Regions from separate parts of the Capra hircus genome. Here region 1 is linked to region 2. The links are chromatin contacts, called in public Hi-C maps. All regions are on one chromosome and are shown on one strand. The core of a region is the stretch at or near the end of the contact, and the rest is flanking DNA. Distances in the headings are between cores, read along the strand shown. Region 1 has its middle 18 kb from the start of C20H5orf47. Region 2 holds the start of BOD1 (biorientation of chromosomes in cell division protein 1).

The links. Hi-C and Micro-C count contacts between places; a contact is called where the count stands out from the background.
Region 1: a contact with region 2 is called in a Hi-C map of blood, with 7 times the contacts expected there. The contact joins the enhancer-like site here to the promoter of BOD1 in region 2. A contact is called at or near these places in 3 of 5 Hi-C or Micro-C datasets (blood and liver).

Annotation. Positions count from the first base shown.
Region 1 is chr20:5,737,088-5,740,992 of ARS1.2, reverse strand. No RefSeq gene overlaps it. Among named protein-coding and RNA genes, the nearest start is that of C20H5orf47, 18 kb to the left of the region's middle. Within about 2 kb of position 1,737, at least 1 of the 5 cell types and tissues checked has an H3K27ac peak or open chromatin away from gene starts, as enhancers often do.
Region 2 is chr20:5,388,837-5,393,010 of ARS1.2, reverse strand. BOD1 (biorientation of chromosomes in cell division protein 1) reads left to right here and starts at 2,194. Exons shown (of 4, transcript XM_018065661.1): 1 at 2,194-2,638. The coding sequence starts at 2,402.

The sequences.
Region 1 (3,905 bases), core at 488-2,987, 350 kb before region 2:
TTCTGCAGAGACTCGGTGTTGGCTTCTCCAGCATGTTCAGAGAAGCTTGTTAGAAATGTGGTCTTGGGCTCTCTCAGGGCAGAACTAAAACCCATATTTGAACAATATCCCCAGTTGAACCTGGCACCCACTGGCATTTGAGGACTGTGAGCTGCCTTTATCAAGCATTCCCATCTCTATCCTGCTTGGGAAATACCTGAGCCTTGAGGCCCCACTGCAGCCCAGCCATCCTCTCAGTGGCAGTTTTGAGAGCCGGCCTTGGAAAGAGAACGGACGTCAGGATCCTGTGAGTCACCCACTTGGCAAACATTTAACAAGCACTTATGGTGTGCAAGGCACAGACAAGTCCTGAGGACGCAAATAGGATTCAGGCAGCACTTGTCTGCCTCGCCTAAAAAAGCAGGTACGCAAATTATATATCGAGATAATTAGACACTGTAATAAAGCGAGTCAGAAGGAGATCTTCTGATAACAAACCAAGTGTGATGACGGTGAGTGCAGGAACAGAGGGCGTTTAGAAAGAGTGATTCAGGAATTTATCTCAGAGGAGGTGATGTTTAATCTAAGCCCCAAAGTGTGAAGGAGGAACCAGTCCTGTTCTGAGTTGAGCTGAAGACAGGGAGAGGGTGGAGCAGGGCAGGCAGATAATTTCTTACTGGAGGTAAAAAGGAGTGGGAAGACCCTGCCCCATGAAAGGTGGCTTGCACTGGAGGAAAGAGAGAGGCCTGTCTTGTGGCAGGAAGGTGCGATGGAGAAGGGTTAGGAGAGGAAGTTGGGGTGGGAGTGAGGCTAGATCTTTCAGGTCACCCACACCTGGGAAAATGTGCTGATTTTATTTCCAGGGCCTTGGGAAGCTGTTGGAGGGCTTTATCAAGGCTTGGCGAAGCCAGATTTCTGTGGTACTCCAGCTGCATCGGGCAGAGCACTCGGCTTTCACTTGATCCAGTCATTGTAGCTGAGGATCACTGTCCCCTCTGTACAGAGCTTGGGTGGGGTTGGCTATAATGTCACAGAGGGGAATGGACTTCCCCAAGATAGTTACTGGCCACAATGTCAATATCTAGGACAATAATGGTCATGATAATAAGAGTCACTAATGTTTATAGTTTGTGGGTTTTTTTTTTTTTTCATGATTGCCTCATTTAATCCTCACTTCAACCTAATAATGGAGACATTATTTGCCCCTTCTGATGGATGAGATGAGCAATACTCAGAGGTTACCTAGTGTGGCTGAAATCACCCAGCCAGGTGCGGCAAAGGGACAGAAACCCTGGGCCGGGGGGAGGGATTCTCACCCCAGAGCCGTACCCTTAACCCTACGGATCCCAAGAGGCCTCTACTATCCCACACAGTGCCTGGGTCACAATGCCTGAGATTTGCTATTCTTGAGGGCAAAAGGGAAATAACTGAGGAACTGAAAACCATATTTCCTCAAAGGCAGGATAATGGAGCGGCCAGCTGGGAGACAAAAGGCCTACTTTCTAGCTCCCACTCCTCTTTTCCTGCTTCTTTCCCTAAACTGAAAGATTCCAGAAAACAAGTCCCAGCTCACGGCCCCTTGGAGTTTTGCTCATGTTGGTAGCATAGGCTCAGCGCCCCTGCTACACAGTATGGATTCCCCAACCCCCACCCAGTAGGAAGGAGAAAGCAGGAACTAGGCAGTGCTGGGCCTGGAGTCTCTGCTTTCTCCGTCACCATGGCAACTCTGCCAGGCTAGATCCTGTGGAAATGTGAGAATAAGCAGGAGGTGGGAAGGCAGCATCAGAGGGTTCCCCCTGCTGCCAGTGACCCTGCCGCCCACTCCTGCCTCCCACCCAGCACAGGGACCTGCACTCTGCAACAGTGTAGATAGTCATTATTCAGTTCAGTTCAGTTCAGTTCAGTCGCTCAGTCATGTCCGACTCTTTGCGATCCCATGAATCACAGCATGCCAGGCCTCCCTGTCCATCACCAACGCCCGGAGTTCACTCAGACTCACGTCCATCGTGTCAATGATGTCATCCAGCCATCTCATCCTCGGTCGTCCCCTTCTCCTCCTGCCCACAATCCCTCCCAGCATCAGAGTCTTTTCCAATGAGTCAACTCTTCGCATGAGGTGGCCAAAGTACTGGAGTTTCAGCTTTAGCATCATTCCTTCCAAAGAAATCCCAGGGCTGATCTCCTTCAGAATGGACTGGTTGGATCTCCTTGCAGTCCAAGGGACTCTCAAGAGTCTTCTCCAACACCACAGTTCAAAAGCATCAATTCTTCAGTGTTCAGCTTTCTTCACAGTCCAACTCTTACATCCATACATGACCACTGGAAAAGCCATAGCCTTGACTAGACGGACCTTTGTTGGCAAAATAATGTCTCTGCTTTTCAACATGCTATCTAGGTTGGTCATAACTTTTCTTCCAAGGAGTAAGCGTCTTTTAATTTCATGGCTGCAGTCACCATCTGCAGTGATTTTGGAGCCCCAAAAAATAAAGCCTGACACTGTTTCCCCATCTATTTCCCATGAAGTGATGGGACCAGATGCCATGATCTTCGTTTTCTGAATGTTGAGCTTTAAGCCAACTTTTCGCTCTCCTCTTTTACTTTCATCAAGAGGCTTTTTAGTTCCTCTTCACTTTCTGCCATAAGGGTGGTGTCATCTGCATCTGAGGTGATTGAGATTTCTCCCGACAATCTTGATTGCAGCTTGTGCTTCTTCCAGCCCAGCGTTTTTCTGCATATAATTTAAATAAGCAGGGTGACAATATACAGCCTTAACATATTCCTTTTCCTATTTGGAACCAGTCTGTTGTTCCATGTCCACTTCTAACTGTTGCCTCCTGACCTGCATACAGGTTTCTCAAGAGGCAGGTCAGGTGGTCTGGTATTCCCATCTCTTTTAGAATTTTCCACAGTTTGTTGTGATCCACACAGTCAAAGGCTTTGGCATAGTCAATAAAGCAGAGGTAGATGTTTTTCTGGAACTCTCTTGCTTTTTCAATGATCTAATGGATGTTGGCAATTTGATCTCTGGTTCCTCTGCCTTTTCTAAAACCAGCTTGACCATCTGGAAGTTCATGCGGGCGGCTGACGGCATACAGAGGGCAGCCGAGAGGAGCTACCCCACATCTGAGGTCAGGGGCAGAAGCCGGGAGGACCCCATGCCCGAGGGACGGTGGCCGAGAGGAGTTACCCCATGTCCAAGGTCAGGGGCAATAGCCAAGAGTGCCAGGCTGTGATGGCGCAGGAGGAGCTATCCCCTGCCCGAGGCCAGGGGCTGTGGCCAGGAGGAGCAACCCCATGTCCAAGGAGCGGTGGCTGGGCGGGTGCAGGCGGGCCTAGAGGAGCTATTCCATGTTCAAGGTCAGGAGGGGTGGTGGTGAGGAGATCCCCTCATCCAAGGTAAGGAGCAGCAGCTGCGCTTTGCTGGAGCAGGCGTGAAGAGATACCCCACGTGCAAGTTAAGAGAAACCCAAGTAAGACGGTAGTCATTGTTATGATGCTACTAATCAGACGTCATTATGTTGCTACTAATAACAGGTTAAATGCATTGAGTGCTTACTCTGTAATAACACAGCAGTAACTCTTATCAGAAACAGACATGTATAACCCCAACTTTTGAGAATGATGGCGCTCCACTCTCCATATGTTTTAATAATTTAAAGAAGAAAATATAATGATATAAAACAAGTATGTGTGCACTCTTAGTCACTCAGTCGTGTCTGACTTTCTGTGACCCTCAGGGCTGTCGACTGCCAGGCTCCTCTGTCTATGGGATTTTTCAGGCAAGAATACTGGAGTGGGTTGCTGTTTCCCTCTCCAGGACTGTGTGGATTGTGTTAGCTGCTCAGTCGTGTCCTTTTGCGACCCCACAGACTGTAGCCCACCAGGCTTCTCTGTCCATAGAATCCTCCAGGCAAGGATACTGGAGT
Region 2 (4,174 bases), core at 945-3,444:
GTGGCTACAAATGACGCCCTCCTCCACCCACCCCCAACACAGACAGTCTCTCTGACTTTATTCCATGATTACAGGAAACAGACCAAAATGTACACGTCGACTTTCAGCTAGGTATTGAGCTATGGGCTGGAAACATGGCGATGAACAGCAAGCTGTGGTCCTGGCTCTAAAACTTTAGCAGTGGGAACAGGTGGCCAATTAACCTATAAATTATTCACTCTCAATTAAAATAATTGTTACAAGAAAGAGGCTCTGAGAGTCTATAAAAGTGAGACAGACCAATTAGGTCAGAAGGTCAGAAAAGTTTACCCTGAGGAAAGAGAGTAAGGTGTGCCTGTCAAAATGGAGAAGAGGCTGGTCAAAGTGATCAGAGTTTAGAGAAGAATGAACCTGGGGGCCCAGGCAGCCTGAACCCAGGCCTCTCCTGGGGCTAAAAGTGGGTGATAAGTGTGGGAACAATTAGGAGAAATAGTCATTAGGAAATCCCCAGGATGGCTGAAGTATTAAGAGATAATGTTGGTTAACTTAACCTTTGAGGAAGACTGAACTTGAGTTAAAGGATGAGTGTAAACTGTAACACCCCAATATTCATTTTAAGAGCTAAATGCTTTTAAATGGGAAATGTTAGAGAGGAGAGCATCCATAATAGAGAGATCTCTATTATTTCTCTTCTTAGGAGCCAAGGATATTGAAGAATTTATTATTTACATACCCTCCACTGCTTATGGAAGATGAGGAAATAACAATACCTACATTATGGGTAAGAGTTCAGTCAGTAACCGGCAAAAGCTGAAAGGAAGGGAGGATAGTGGTGGCAGTTCCAATGGTGAATTGTAGCTACAAAAAAATTTGAGAAAAAAAGCCTTACCTTTGATGTCAGCTTAGGCTGCAGTCCATGGGGTTGGTAAGAGTTGGGCACGACTGAGAGTCATCACTTTCACTTTTCACTTTCATGCATTGGAGAAGGAAATGGCAACCCACTCCAGTATTCTTGCTTGGAGAATCCCAGGGACAGAGGAGCCTAGTGGGCTGCCGTCTATGGGGTCGCACAGAGTTGGACACGACTGAAGCGACTTAGCAGCAGCAGCAGCAGCAGCTCGTAAAATGTAGTACACCTTAGGTTAAACATGGCCAAGATTTGGATTCAGGTGACCTGACTTCAACCCCTCCTCTTCCACTTTTAGCTAGGTGATCAGGGTAACAAACTCTGTGCCTCCATTTTTGGATCTGCAAAATAGTGATAATAACTGCTCTTTAGATTGTGAAGTAGTGTATATAAAGTACTTGGTATCATGCCTGTAATATTCCAATTACTCAACATTCATTTATTATTATTATAGGCTTCCCAGGTGGCTCAGTAGTAAAGACTCCACCTGCCAAAGCAGGGGACACAGGAAATGAGAGTTCTGTTCCCTGAGTGGCAAAGATCCCCTGGAGAAGGAAACAGCAACCCACTCCAGTATTCCTGCCTGGAAAATTCCATGGAGAGAGGAGTCTGGCAAGCCACAGTCCATGGGTGTTGCAAAGAGTCAGACCAAGCAAGCCAAAAAAAAAAAAAACTATCCTGAAAGAAATACACACACACACACACACACACACACACACACACACACAAACAAAATCAGGGAACTTTTTTACAGCACAATTTTCTGTTATTTTTCAATTTTCTAAAATAAGTATGTATTTCTACTAAAATCAGAAGGGGAAATAAAACCCACAATGTTTGACTAAAAGAAATGTGACTAGTCCACTGCTTACCACATTTCCCAGATGATATTTGTTGCTCAAGAAGGGCGTGGGAATACACGTTAAAATCACGGATTCCCAGGCCACGACCTCGAAATACTGAATCAGAAGCTCTAAAGGAAAGACCTGTTAATCTATGCATTCAATCAGCCTAGCAGACGATCCTTACAATCAGGTACTCTGGGAATGCTCAGATTTAGAGCAAGGGGGCAGTACCGGGTGAAGGCAAGGAAGGCCAGCCCACGCTGCAGCAATAACTAGGGCCTACGCCTACAAGTCCCATCCTTTCCCGCAACTGGAGACGCGAGCCCGGAGCCTGCCGGGAGATGTAGTTTCCACTCGCCAGACCTCTGCTTATAAGAGAGCGGGAGCTGCCTGCCGGAAGACCTCCCGCCCCACAATGCAAAGATCGGCGGTGACGTCATCCGTAGAGCGTCCGGGACGCGGCGGGCGGTTTCCGCCGCCTCCGGCAGCAGCTCAGCTACCTGAGAGACTGCTGCGGCCGCTGGGGACCCCGCCGCCGCCCCTTCCTCCTGCGTCCCCGCCGCCGCCGCCTTCTCCTTTTCAGGCCCCTCCGCCACCTCTCCACGACCTAGGCCCTCTGTTCTTGAGAGGAAGCCTTACTCGGGCCCCTTGGCGGGCCCGGCGCGCAGCCATGGCTGACGGCGGGGGCGGAGGGGGCACCGGCGCGGTGGGCGGCGGCGGCGCGGGCCCGGCCTCGGCGGGGGCGGCGGCGGGCGGCGGCGGGGCCGGCGGGGGCGGCGGCCCCATCAACCCGGCCTCACTGCCCCCGGGCGACCCGCAGCTCATCGCGCTCATCGTGGAGCAACTCAAGAGCCGGGGTCTATTTGACAGCTTCCGCCGGGACTGCCTGGCCGACGTGGACACCAAGGTCAGCGGAGGCGGCTTGGGCTCATGGAGGGCGGGCTGGGCGTGAGGCTGCTAGGGCTGCAGCTTCGCCTTTCCAAATACGAGAGAAAAACAAAAGGTACTTTTCAAATCTCAGCAGCGAGGAGACCGCTTGGGGCAGTATAGGAAGCTTTCTGAGGGATGTCCACGTGGGTTCGGCTCCCCGCCCCATCCTTGCTCTGTGCGGCTTAGCCCAACAGCACTCTAAACTTGGGGACCCAGTACCGGTTTTACAGCCTCGACCCTGTGTTTCCCAAGATGAGACTCCTTTAAGCACAACAGTAACAAATCTCAGTATGTTAAGAACACCGGAGAAAACCGGGTAAGTAAGCAGGAATGGTTTGAATGCACAAACATCAGCCTTTCTTCCTTTTCTCTAGCTCAGTGATTTGCAGGCTTGAGTATGCAGTTAATTAAGGTACATTTTCGTAGAACCGGCACCCTTATTTTGTATTTTATCATTGGTTGAAAGATTCTCTGTTAGATCCTAATGCCATAGGTCAACCGGCTAATACTGTTTCACTTGACCTTGCCTAGATTCATTTGTGTTCAGTGAAGTCACCGGTGTTAAGTGTCGAAGAGTAGTCGCTGAAATGTTTTTTTTTACTCCCTTTTCAGAAGTTTCTCTCACGAGACTGTGGTTGTAGACATAGAAGGCTCTCTTACTGAATGGGCTCCGCTGGGGAAGTGATTTCTCCTCTCTGAGCCCAACATGGAAATCTTTTGCCTACCTCACAGGAAGATTGTGAGCTTAAAACTAGGCCTTAAAGATAGGTTATCCATTAAACATTTATTGGTGAGGTTTCTGGACACAGGGTCAAGCATGTCACTATCCTGTCCTCAAAGTGTGTATTCTGGTGTAGAAAACTGAAGTGTAGACCAGACAATATGTATAGTAAGTATACTGTTATTCTCCAAGATTAAAAAACGCATGGAGCAGTTCTCTCCTTGAAATGAATTACTTAATTTTTCTTTTTCAACGTACGTATTGACAGAACTTTCACATTTTCCAGTCCTGGGTGCTCTCAGCTTCCCATCGCAAGTTCTCCACTATGTTTTCTTAGGTCTCACTAGGTTTTATGTGGCTTAACCGATGCAGTATACATTTGTTTTAGTCGGTATTGAGAATCTGTTGGGGTAGAGGGAATCAGAGCCTTCACCACTTAACACCCCCTTAGATGTTCTTTCTGGTTGTCATCAGGTTGCTTTAGCTCTTGAGGTAGTGTGTCTCCAGGCACATCCTTTGTTGCTTTAGTCCCACCGTTCTCACAGCGTGGTCCTTGGATCATCAGCATCACCTAAGAACTTGTTAGATTTGCGTATTGTTAGGCTCCACCCCAGACTGCAGATGTATGGAAGGGAATGTGTAACTGCTGATGTTTGTAATTTACTTTGCAATGCATCCAAAATATAAATAAGTAGAATAGATTGATAGGTTAAGGGAAAGTGATAGTGTAATAAAACGTTGGTGACAGGCACTGTAGATCTTTCACTTCATGAACTGACGGATTTTTCTATA